Linked DNA regions of Sus scrofa: regions 2, 3 and 4 are each linked to region 1. The links are chromatin contacts, called in public Hi-C and HiChIP or PLAC-seq maps. All regions are on one chromosome and are shown on one strand. Each heading gives the region's core, a stretch centred on a gene start, on an enhancer-like site or on the middle of the called end of the contact. The rest is flanking DNA. Distances are from core to core; before and after follow the strand shown.

The links. Hi-C and Micro-C count contacts between places; a contact is called where the count stands out from the background. HiChIP or PLAC-seq counts read pairs in DNA pulled down with a chosen protein or histone mark.
Region 2: a contact with region 1 is called in an H3K27ac HiChIP or PLAC-seq map of skeletal muscle, with 12 times the contacts expected there. The contact joins the enhancer-like site here to the promoter of HLX in region 1. A contact is called at or near these places in 3 of 5 promoter capture datasets (fetal liver, fetal skeletal muscle and liver), 20 of 47 Hi-C or Micro-C datasets (alveolar macrophages, brain, embryonic fibroblasts and 13 more) and 1 of 2 datasets of contacts at active chromatin or transcription factors (skeletal muscle).
Region 3: an H3K27ac HiChIP or PLAC-seq map of skeletal muscle shows a contact between it and region 1, with 16 times the contacts expected there. The contact joins the enhancer-like site here to the promoter of HLX in region 1. A contact is called at or near these places in 1 of 5 promoter capture datasets (fetal skeletal muscle), 8 of 47 Hi-C or Micro-C datasets (heart right ventricle, liver, mesenteric adipose tissue and 2 more) and 1 of 2 datasets of contacts at active chromatin or transcription factors (skeletal muscle).
Region 4: a Hi-C map of retroperitoneal adipose tissue shows a contact between it and region 1, with 1.7 times the contacts expected there. The contact joins the enhancer-like site here to the promoter of HLX in region 1. A contact is called at or near these places in 2 of 5 promoter capture datasets (fetal liver and liver), 32 of 47 Hi-C or Micro-C datasets (adipocytes, alveolar macrophages, blood and 15 more) and 2 of 2 datasets of contacts at active chromatin or transcription factors (alveolar macrophages and skeletal muscle).

What each region holds. Positions count from the first base shown.
Region 1 is chr10:10,262,023-10,264,755 of Sscrofa11.1, reverse strand. It overlaps HLX (H2.0-like homeobox protein), which reads right to left and starts at 1,315. Exons shown (of 4, transcript XM_021064336.1): 1 at 1-1,315. It overlaps MARC1 (mitochondrial amidoxime-reducing component 1), which reads right to left. Exons shown (of 9, transcript XR_002336192.1): 9 at 289-395.
Region 2 is chr10:10,714,749-10,717,481 of Sscrofa11.1, reverse strand. All of the region lies in intron 1 of LOC110255633 (a long non-coding RNA gene), which reads right to left. Among named protein-coding and RNA genes, the nearest start is that of DUSP10, 190 kb to the left of the region's middle. Within about 2 kb of position 1,376, at least 24 of the 83 cell types and tissues checked have an H3K27ac peak or open chromatin away from gene starts, as enhancers often do. A contact at or near this core is called in fetal skeletal muscle, liver, mesenteric adipose tissue and 4 more, where this site is marked.
Region 3 is chr10:10,687,265-10,689,997 of Sscrofa11.1, reverse strand. The region is part of intron 1 of LOC110255633 (a long non-coding RNA gene); the gene reads right to left. Among named protein-coding and RNA genes, the nearest start is that of DUSP10, 220 kb to the left of the region's middle. Within about 2 kb of position 1,372, at least 19 of the 83 cell types and tissues checked have an H3K27ac peak or open chromatin away from gene starts, as enhancers often do. A contact at or near this core is called in liver and skeletal muscle, where this site is marked.
Region 4 is chr10:10,541,453-10,544,185 of Sscrofa11.1, reverse strand. The region is part of intron 2 of LOC110255631 (a long non-coding RNA gene); the gene reads right to left. Among named protein-coding and RNA genes, the nearest start is that of HLX, 280 kb to the right of the region's middle. Within about 2 kb of position 1,410, at least 1 of the 83 cell types and tissues checked has an H3K27ac peak or open chromatin away from gene starts, as enhancers often do. A contact at or near this core is called in retroperitoneal adipose tissue, where this site is marked.

The sequences.
Region 1 (2,733 bases), core at 66-2,565:
TGGCGGGGTGAGGCCAGCGGCCGCTGCGGCCTGCCGGGGCCGAGTGGGTGAGTGGGTTCGCGGAGAGGGGCGCGCTAAGTCCAGGAGGGGGCGGCAGCCCAGCCGGGGTCGATCCACTTACACTTCTCGGTCCGAACTGAAGCGAAGCCAGGGAGCCCTAGCGCCACCGACGGAGGAGGCGAGGCCCGGATCCCAGCCGGTCACAGCCTCGGGCCCTGGCCTCACTTTAAAGGCGGCTCGGCGCCCGCGCTCCCCGCGGGCTGGAGGCGAGCGAGGGGCGCTCGGGCGGCTGGGCGGGCGGGTGCGCGGCTCCGCACACGCCAGGGAAGCCAGGGAAGCCAGGGAAGCCAGGGAGACGGGGCCGGGCACCGAAAGAAACAGCCAAACAGCTAAGGCTTGAGAAATAAATTTAAAACAACAACAATAATAATCCGTTAGTTTAAAAAAAAAAAGTAATAAGAGGGGAAAAAAAAGAAAAAAAAAAACTCCTCTCTAAAAACTCCCAAAGTTTTGGCAGGAGCTTTCGAGTCAGACCCAGGGTAGGACCTCGATCAGGGCGTTCATTGGCCATGCTGGTGACCAATGGGAGCGGGGAGTGGAGGGGAACTGGGTAAGGGGGCGTGGCCCGCCCCCTCGGCCACGCCCCAGCCACGCCAAACTGTTTGCTGCTGCCGCGTGGGTTGAGCCCAGTCGGGCGTCCTTCTCCGAAGAGTACGATCCGGGACCGACCGAGGTTCCAGGGTGTTCTAACCTTCAGCTACGGCAGCTCCGAACCGGCGCCAGGTGTGGAGAGTTGGTCACAGCGCTCCTGGAGCGCTCGCCTAGGGAAGCTGGTGCTCCCCTAAATTAACGCGGGTGCAAGGCCCGCCTCCTGGGACTCTGGGGGCGCCCTAGGTTTCCCAACTCTTTACTTAAGTGGGGCCTGATTTTCTCCACTCGGCCTTTATCCCGAGAGTCATTGTCCCCTACAAGGCTCCATCTTTTATGAGTTCCCGCCCCTACGCTGCCCTGCCCTGAGCTCTCGCGCGGGATTGCTGCGGCACTGGGTCAGCCCCACCCAAGTCAGCCCCGCGTCCGCTCCTCTGCCTCGGAGATCCTCTGGGAAGAGAGGAGGGGCGGCCACAAATTAGCTTTATTCCGAGCTGTCACGCACTGACAATTTGAATGAGTAACTTTTCAAACAAAATAAGATGGATGTCTACGAACGTCTCCCTCGGACGCGGCCAAACCTTCCCCCAGCCTAAGAGACAACAAAACAGGCCGCCGTCCGAAACAGGGAGAGCGGCACGCGCGGTCCGCTCCTCTGCAGTACCTTGTAGGAAATGTCACCCTACCTCCTCCTCTGCCACATCCCCGATCACGTGGGGTCTGTAGTTTTGCAAGTGCCCACGAGAGCAGATTTCCTTGGGGTTAAATACTGCTCCCAATCCCGTGGCTGTTTCCCCACAGGGCCTGGTCGCAGGAGAAGCTGCAGTGGTGGCCGAGGTCTTCCACTCGTACTTGGGGTCTTCAGAGCGCAGAGCGCGTGTAGTGGGGGGTTTTCTGCAGCATCAACATCTCTATTTTAAGAATTCGTTCTCTTTTAAATTATAGTCCTAACGGGTTTCCCCACCCCTCTCCCAAACAAACCACAGGCCACCCAGATGAGCTTTTCTTGCACATTTTCAGGAAGAAAATAAAATAATAACAATAATGAAACCACGAAAGCTTTTGTTTTCGATTGTCCTAATAAGCATCTTCTAACAGAACTTCCGCACCTCTGTGGCATTTTTTAAAAGTTCATTTCAGTTAACAGGTCTTACCAAAGAGAAACCCAGAAAGGCAAATGACTTTACTGTGCCTCTCTCGAGTCCAGAATTTGGGCTAGTTCATTTCTAGTGGTTTCTAGCCTCGGGTTGCAGATGCTGTCATCTTAAGCTTTTGACTTTCTCCCGGAAAGTATCAATCACGAATCAATCACTTCTGACCAGCCAGCACTGAAAACAAGCACACCCTCCACCCAACACCCACCCCACCCAGCCTCTGTCTCTCTCTCTACCTCTTTTACTAAAGGGGTTTCTTGCCCAGCTCTCGGCAGCCGGGACAGAGGTGTCAGCAGAGGTGGAAAGAAATGATGGATCTGCTGCTGCACTAGCACCTGGGGTGGGAGAGGCGCCCAGGGGCAATGAGGCCAACAAGGATGTATAAGGCCTTCTGAGTCGTTGGACCCGCCCTCAAAAGCTCCAGCGCCGGCAATAGATGCAAAGGCTGTGGATTCCAGCGAGCCTTGGGTCCGAGGGCGCTGCCTCTGCAGAACTTGGCAGCCCTGGGGGAAAGTCGCTAGCGCCAGCCAGCGTAGATCTGGTGGCCTTAAGCCCTCTCTTCCTCCTTTTTCTGGTGTCACTTCCAATTCCGTTGCAAACATCAAACCTTGGCCTAAGCATGAATTCACTGTACCAAACGGGCCGCATTTAGGCCTCGCCCCAGGCAGCCGGCCCCAAAATGAGACGCGATCCTGTGGGTGGGCACAGGGTGCAGATCGGGCTGGAAGGCGAGCCCTCTGGGTTTCCAGCTGGGCCCACCACCGCATCTGCAGCATTTCAAGGCCTGAGCACGGGGCGGGAGGGGAGAAAACTAGGCCCCAAGGGCGCGTTTCCGCCCCCTCGCCCGCCTCGTGCTCCTCTTTTCCCGCTAGGCCCAAGGTTCAATTTAAATGGCAACTTGTCCCGCGCGTCCCTCGGCTTTCCCAGACCC
Region 2 (2,733 bases), core at 127-2,626, 450 kb before region 1:
GGACATCGCCCACAGAGCTTCATTCCCCCGGAGTGATGCGTCTTCTCTTGTAACACAGGAGGATTTATGACACCTTTTCCCATCTTCTTTGTGGTAGTAAATAAAAAATGGAACTCCTGCCATGGGGCAAAAGGATCGGTGGTGTCTTAGGAGCACTGAGATGCAGGTTCGATCCCCAGCCCCGCACAGTGGGCTAGGAGCTGGTGTGGCTGCAGCGGTGGTGGTGGAGGTGGCAGCTGCAGCTCAGCTCCGATACCTGGCCTGGGGCGGCCAAAAAAGGGAAAATGGAGCAGTCGGCCTCTGACTATCAGAGAAGGCCTTTATTTCCGAGTTACGGCGTGTACGGGTACGTGTGTGTGATTTAGAAACAGGATGGTGGACCCAGGGCGGGATGCTGTGTGTCCATGAGGGCCCCCCTGAAACACGTGTGATGCGACTTGAAACTGCCTGGCACACAGCAAAAGCCTGATAAAGTTGGACCAAGGCCATCCTGACCACACAGCTTGTCATTTCAGGAGCAGCAGTGCCTGGGATTTTCTCTGAGGAAGTCAGCTGAGAAATCAGCAGATGCAGGAGAAATCAGAGACCCCCCCAGCCCTTCCCTGTGTCACGTAACAGACTCCCTGGTCCAACCTGAAGACGCACTGCGTCTTTCCTCCTCCCTTCCTCCTACAAAGATGACAATGAGGGCCCATGATTTGATCCCATCCTCTGTCTGAAATCAAGTACATGCCGAGGAAATTCAGGGACTACTCTCAGTAGGCTTCTAGAAGCTTATCTCCAGACTTAAAAATTAAAGAGAACAAAACTAGGAGCTAGGAGCAACCAGAAAGAGGGATTGGCTTTCCGTGTCTTTCAGTTACGTGTTTTTCTCTTGGGGGGATTCGATTTGGAGAAAAACACTTGGATGGAGGCAGGATCAGCTCAGGGGCAGGGCCATATTTAGAAGCTCGACATGCTTGTTTTTTTGTGTGTGTTTTTTTGTGGTGCCAAAGGAATCGACACTTCGTTTTTATTCCCCCAAAGAAAACAGAAGCTCATTATCCTGACAGAGGAAGTCCAGAACTTTTTAGGTGGAGATTAAACTTTACTCTCAAACACTGAGGCTCCTGTTCAGCTTCTTGGTTGAGCGATTTTAGTAGCTTTTAAAAATGGTTAGCATGCTCCGTTGCTCAGCTTTCTAAATAATTTAGAGAACTTGTGACCCGGAGCTTTCATGGAGCTGATGTAACTGTTCTGGAAATCTCTTGACTTGAACTTGAGACTCACTTTCCTACAGCTGCAGTATGTCCACGGTCAACAGCAGTCTGTACCCAGAAAGAGGAGGGGAAATGGGGGTGGGAGGTGGAGGGGGAGCCGTCCTCAAAGAATTCTGTCCTGGCCTGCAGTTCTACACATTCACCACCAGGTGTCTGTCTTCACACGAGCAGTCTTGCTGGGGTGAGGCACCACTTGACTGCCAGATTGTTTTTAAAACTAAAGCAATTTTCTAGATGTTGCTGCAAGTGGGTATAAATGTGCACATATAAAATGAAGTCTCAGAGCCAAAGGAATAATTTTCAGTCCCTCATCTAAGTAGGAGTAATCATTCTCTCCTTGTGTTTATCTTCTGATGTCTGGGAGAACAAATTAAGGCAGTTCAGTGGCCAATGATTTGGAAAATGGTGAAAAAAAAAAAAAAAAAAAAAAAAAGACTTGTCCTCTTCCAAAACCTCGTCTGGTGTTTGTAAAATTCAATGTTCTTAGTGTGCAAACAGGTTTATGCTCCCAGAAATCTTTCTTTTGTAAAAATAGACAAATTCTCTTCTCAGCTGGCTTCCTATTCTGGAGTGGGGCGTGATGGTTCAGTTTCTGCCTTAGCAGCATTTCAATTTCAACCCTTGGCTCTGAGATGGTTGAAAAATATCTCTCTTTTGAAGTGTAAAAATGAGATTTTATTTCTTTCTGCCCAGAATTGAGAGCGATAACTACCTAGTTACCTGATCTGGTAACTCTAGTGGGGTTGGGAAGGCATACATGATGCCCACGAGTCCATGCTCGGGAGGAAGTACTGCTCTTGCTGTCCCCTGATTGAGCAGGTTCATGGCTATCTCTTTAGGTACTTAGTTAGTCTGTTACACAGAAGATAATTACCATCAGAAATCCTCCCTCTTCACTCTTGCTGGACAAAACACGGATGTTTCTGAGAGCCCTAGATGTCCTTGTCTCTGCTTTAGTGAAATTACACATCCATGAGAGTAAAACAGTCAGCTAGTCCAGGAGAGGTACTTTATGGGAAAGAACTGTGCTATCTTAATATAGCCGCTTCAGTGGGGTGTTGGGAGGGAACGGAGATAAACATACTGTATATCAAAGCACAGTGCTGAATCCAAAACTTCCTTTTCTGTCATTGCTGTTCATTTTTGCTTGGTTTTATTATTTTTGATATCTTTGGGACATTCAAATTAGTTTCTCAAGTGACTAGACACATAAAGGTATTTGGAACAGGAGCAAAACAAGCCCTCAGCCCTCACCAATGCTGGTGGTCTGTCATTTCTAGACCCTCAAATATTTTTAGATATATTGATTACAGCTCTGTTTCCTTCCAACTTTTGTGTTTAATAACACAATTACCTATGCCATTTGTTACTAATATGACCAATGTTTATTTACTGCCTACTGTGAACTTCATGCTGAGGATAAAATAACAGTCCACTCTGGAGTTCCTGTTGTGGCTCAGTGGGTTAAGAACCT
Region 3 (2,733 bases), core at 123-2,622, 430 kb before region 1:
AGCCATGAAGATGTAAAGTGGTAGATTCAAGAAATAGGATGCACACTCTGACACTGAGAATGGATAAGCAATGGGGTCCCACTGTACAGCACAGGGAACCATATCCAATCTCCTGGGGTAGAATTGAAGGATGACAGTAGGAGGAAAAAAAAAATGTTTATGCATGTATGACTGGGTCGCTATGCTGTACAGCAGACATTGGAACAACTCTCTAAATCAACTATACTCTAAAAAAAAAAAAAAAAAAGAAATACAAAGATGATAGTATCAACAGGTCTACCCACTGGGAAGGAACAACTATTCTGAGGATGGGAATTAGTCGGCTTTGAAGAAACTAACTTTGTGAAATCTTTAGATGTCCACAATAAATAGTATAAACAAGTCTCAGCCCGAGAGAGAGGAAGACAGTCTGAGATGTTAAAATCAAGCCTGGGGCTCATCAACAAGCAGAAGTTGAAGATGTGAAAACACACGAGCGCAGCCAAGGAACATGGGAAGAGAAAGATGGCAAAAGGTCTGAGCAGGGAACCTTGGGGAGCCACGATACGGGTGGTTTCAATTTGTAAGGTTGGCTATTTTAGAAGCCCTTAAAGAAAACAGACTGTTCATTACCCTGGAAGTATCTCGTGCCTGGTAAATGTACCAAGCATTGAGTGCCCGTCCAATGGATGCGTGATCAGAAGGAATGAATTAGGACTTTGATTTCCAAAGCAACGTTGTCAGAACATGTTACCTATGTGCACAGCACATCTTCTAGAAAAGAGAAGTGAAAAGCTCTGAGTTGGGGCTCTCTGCCTCACAGGGAAGTAACCTGGAAAAAGGCCTTGGTTTGGACACCTTTGATCACAAAGCAGGAATGGCCTAGAACGGGCATCAGGGAGCAGCTTTCTTTCTAAACTTAAACTCTTAACATTTTGCTCGGTAGTGGTCATACAGTGCATTTTTCTCTCCTTTTTGAGCCTTGGTAAATATACTCCACTTAGGAGCACTGTCATGATTCTTCCCATTCACCCCAGGGTAGCGTTTGTCATGATTCTTCCCATTCGCCTCAGGGCAGCATTTCTGGTGCTGGACACATCAGCATTCCAGGACAGTGAGTGGGCTTTTTTTCTGCTGCAGTCATTCTTCCATGGAAAAGCCTTCCTCACAATTATGGATGAACCGAGGGGTTCTCTGTGGAAAAACAACCCTGGGGGTTCCCATTATTCTCTTTCAGTGTCCAGGCTGTCTCCACAGGGCTGTGACAGCTGCCAGCCAGGATGGGAGCCAGGAGCTCATGAGGTGGGGGTGTTTTCCCCACCACATTGTGCTTTATGGGACATAACAAAGGATCAAGCCAGCTGGTGTGTGACGGAGTACACGATGCTCAGAAAGCCCTGGGTCTTGGCCTATTATGTGATTCTGAGAAAGGAAACTCGGGCAAGATCAATACATCCTCTGTGTAGACGTCAAATGGCTTGTGACGTCGGTTCTTCAGGGCTGTTTTTGGTGAGGATATTCCAGTCTTATGAATTTGACATGAATTTGGCTTGACGCCCCGGCAGAATGCAATGTAGGCATAATTTGATCTTCCTGTAATTGTCTACTTTACTTGGCAATCCAGACTAATTTTTTCCTGTAAAGTGGGACCAGAACGTCACCAGGACAGCAGTTGGGTTAATTAATGAGGCATAATAATGCACATAATAAAAGCTTATGATCTGAATTTTCTTCCCGCTGTTTTCCTCTCTCCTTCTCACAGAGAACTGCTGGTTCCACTGAAATCTGGGAGTCACGTGTCCTTAAACGAGCCTCTTCTTCTTGTAAACAACATCAAGGGGAAAATAATAACTCAAGAACCATCTGTTTGATTGAGTCCTTGACTTTTTTTTTTTCTCTCATTTCCGCCCATTGCATGTTAAAGGAAGTAAATAGGAAAAAAAAATTCTAATTATATTACTGTTTACTGATTACAGGATAATTTTTATTGTATTTATTTTAAAGACCACTTGATCCACACCCAAAGCCTTTATCTTCATGCGGCTTCCTATCCAGCTCCCTCTTGTTCTCATTAGCATGTAACTCAGTAGATTTAAGCCTGTTTGGAAGATTGTTCAAACCATTGTAGTCCACGGGGCAATAGGAAGAGTTCATTTGCGATGGTGTAAATAGCCAATGGGGGAAAAGAAGCTCAAGAGCATTAGACAAAATGCATAAGGTGTGGCTTTAAGTCCTCACAGTTTTACCGAGTGTGGCTGAGTTAGGAGAAACCATTAAACATTCTTTACTGTTCTGAGATATGTGGCTTCAACAACTTCAATGCTATGAATAGCTATTAAGTGCTAACTACCCCTGGACACAGCAATAAGAACATCAGCCTTGCCCATCACAAGGAATTACCATTGGGATCATGGGAGGTAAAATATATGAATGTTCTCTGTAACTTATAAAGTATTGCCTGAGATTTATTGAGATTTTATCACAGTAAGACATCTGGGAAGTTGCACTGGCCCGTTCCTGACCCTGGGGCCAATGGGTTCCCTTATTGTTCAGGGCTGGGCCAGGAAATGACAGCGCACTAGGCCAAGCTTGGCTGTAGCATTTCTATGTCTAACCCTTACTCAGAGAGAAGCAGCACTGGGGCCATATTAGGATCACCAATTGATGCCATTTTGCTGCTTTGGTTTGGCACACGATGTATTTCACTGGAAAATTCCTTGGTTTCATAAGTTCACCTTTTTAAAAAAAAAAAAA
Region 4 (2,733 bases), core at 161-2,660, 280 kb before region 1:
TTAAATGGGAAAAGAAAGCATTTCTTTATTTCTTACACTTTCTCTGCAGCTTTCAAACATGTCACAACAATCTAAATGCAACCCAATGCTACTTTGTTCAGGCTCATCTTAAACGGGCCTATATTTGAAAATAAAGATCCAACGTTTACCCACCTCCCTTAGTCAGGGTTTTGGTTGTTGTTGTTATTGTTTGTACATGTACAGATGATTTTAAATAGCTGGCTCCTCAAAATTAAATATTTTTATGAACTATAAATTCCTTTCAGTAGAAAAATCCTTCTCAAAACTCTGTCCATGTCATAAAATATGACCTATAAAATCAGAACTTATGCATTAAATGCATTAGAGGGTAATTGTATGATAGAAGAACTGGCCAAAGGGACTAACTATATAAATATTTTTTCCTTATTACAAAAATATGACCGTATTTCCCACATAAGTTTTCTCAAACATTTCTGTTTTGTTGGTCTTATTTTTTTCTCACTCTTATTTATTCTACATAGTTTAATAATTTTCAGAACACACATTAACGTCACTATTTTTTTTTCATGCTCAAATTAGACAAAAGTATTCCCTCCATATATCAGAGTATGAGAAAAATAAAATGTAGACTTTTCCTAAAATCTATCTCAAACCCTAGATGCTTTAGTTAGTCAAAGGGAGGTAGGTGGATAGCTTTGAAAGTAGAATTTTAAAATACTGTTTTCTACAAAAATTATAAACTACCTGGTTCCTATGAGGTCTGTCTTTCTAAAGTTAGAATCTACTGACTTTAGAGAATCCTCTAAAAAGGATATTCTACAAACAGCAGACCCACCACTGCACTGACCCCAGAGTCAGGCAATGAGCCAGACAGCATTCTAGAAAGAAAAGGTGGCTCTGTGGATCCCAGATAATCAGTCCTCAGTAGGTTGACATAACTTGGGGACAAAAGTGATGATAACCTTCAAAATCACTTTATTATTGATCTGTTTGATCAAGATTGGAGGAGATCCAGTTTATCTCCTACAGTTGTAGGTCCACCTGGAGGAAGAACCAATGGGGCAAGTTGGCAAGTTAAGTACAGTCTTACCATAGAGAATGAGGAAATGCCTTTAATTCTCTCTACCCTTGGCTCAGAATACTCTGCGGGAAGATCTGTGAACTTGATGAGCCCATTAGTCTGCTAGTGGCTAGCACCTAGCTCATAATAGGTGTTCAATAAAAAGTCTGATGAATTGTCAGATTCAGGCCAACCCTGTCATTCTTTCCTCTTGTTGGCAAATCGTCTACTGAATCATAGCGCTGTCTCCAGGCTGCCCACTGAAGGTTGCCAGCTCCCCGCCATGTCTCCATTGCACTGATCCTTTGGAAAAGACTGGCAAAGATGGCAGTGGGGATGGGGAGTGGACCTGGATCCCAGGGACGGCTGCCGGCTCGCGGGGGAGGTGACTGCCACAGCATCCTCTCTCTGGCTCTTGTCTAGTGGCTTCATCCCATGAGGACTCGACCCTCATGCTCTCAAGGGATTCTAGCTGTTGTGGCTCAGCGGTAATGAACCCAACAAGTATCCATGAGGACTCAATCCCTGGCCTCGCTCAGTGGGTGAAGGATCTGGCTTTGCCGTGAGCTCTGGGGTAAGTCACAGTTGCAAATTCTTGGAAATGATGCTTGGCTTTGAAACACCATTCCCTGAGACTTTGAGCTAAATCTAGCTTTATCCTCAGAGTCAGCTTCTCAATGAATTTGGTCATCCCCAAGAGCCAGAATTGGTGTTTTGCAGCAAACCATAAAACCCATCTTCCATAACTGAATTGTCACCTTTCCTGGCGAACTGCAAACAGATACCGTCCTCCCTTTGCTGGTCCCTTGTCACCATATTAGGCCAGCGTGTCCATAACCCTCCTTCCGGGTCAAAGTGTCATGTGATCTCGGCTCTTGCTCCTATCTGGTAGGACTGGGGGGTGATTAAAATGCTGCTGAATAATGTGAAGGGAGAGAAGTGAGAGTTCTGCTTGTTCCCTCTGGAAATCTCCCCACGGGCAGAGGGGGGATGGGATAGGAGGGGAGCAGGGGACTGGGTTGCAGGCAAGAAACAAAACTATACAATGTGGAGTCAAACAAGCTTGTTCTCAGGGTTCCATCCTCTGGGCAGACGTGCCAGCTTCAGCCACAGCCCCTGGTCCATTTTCCCAACCCACAGGTTTTTTCATCACTCATTTGGTGGCAGTACTTAACCTGATCTGAACTCAAGTTTGGTAGTGAAACCTGATCCCAACTGACATTAGGCTATTTATAGTCTTTATTTGTGGGGCCTAGTAAGAATATTGATTTCACCACAGAAACATCCATCTATTTATTACAGTTGTTGAATTAAACCTCACTGAGGGTTCCAGTGCAATAGATCATGCATGCACCACAGAGCTTTCCTACACCCCCAAATTCTAGATTCTGAAATGCATCTGGCCCCAAAATTTTGTGTAAGAGTCCGTGAGTCTCTGCTGCCCCAGCTCCCCTGGAGAGGTGCAAGCAGACTAATCCTGACTCTTCCCACTTCAAAGCATCTTCCAGGCTGTGATCTCATAAATGCTAGGATGCAGTATGAAGGGGCAGGAGAGAGGGATGTGACCTGGAAGAGAGCATATGGCCCCGAACTAGTACTCACCACTGGCCTTGTTCTTTCCTTGCAGCCAAGTCAACTGGGAAAACCAGGTTTAAATCAGAGCACATCTGCCAGCTTTCTTTAGACAACCA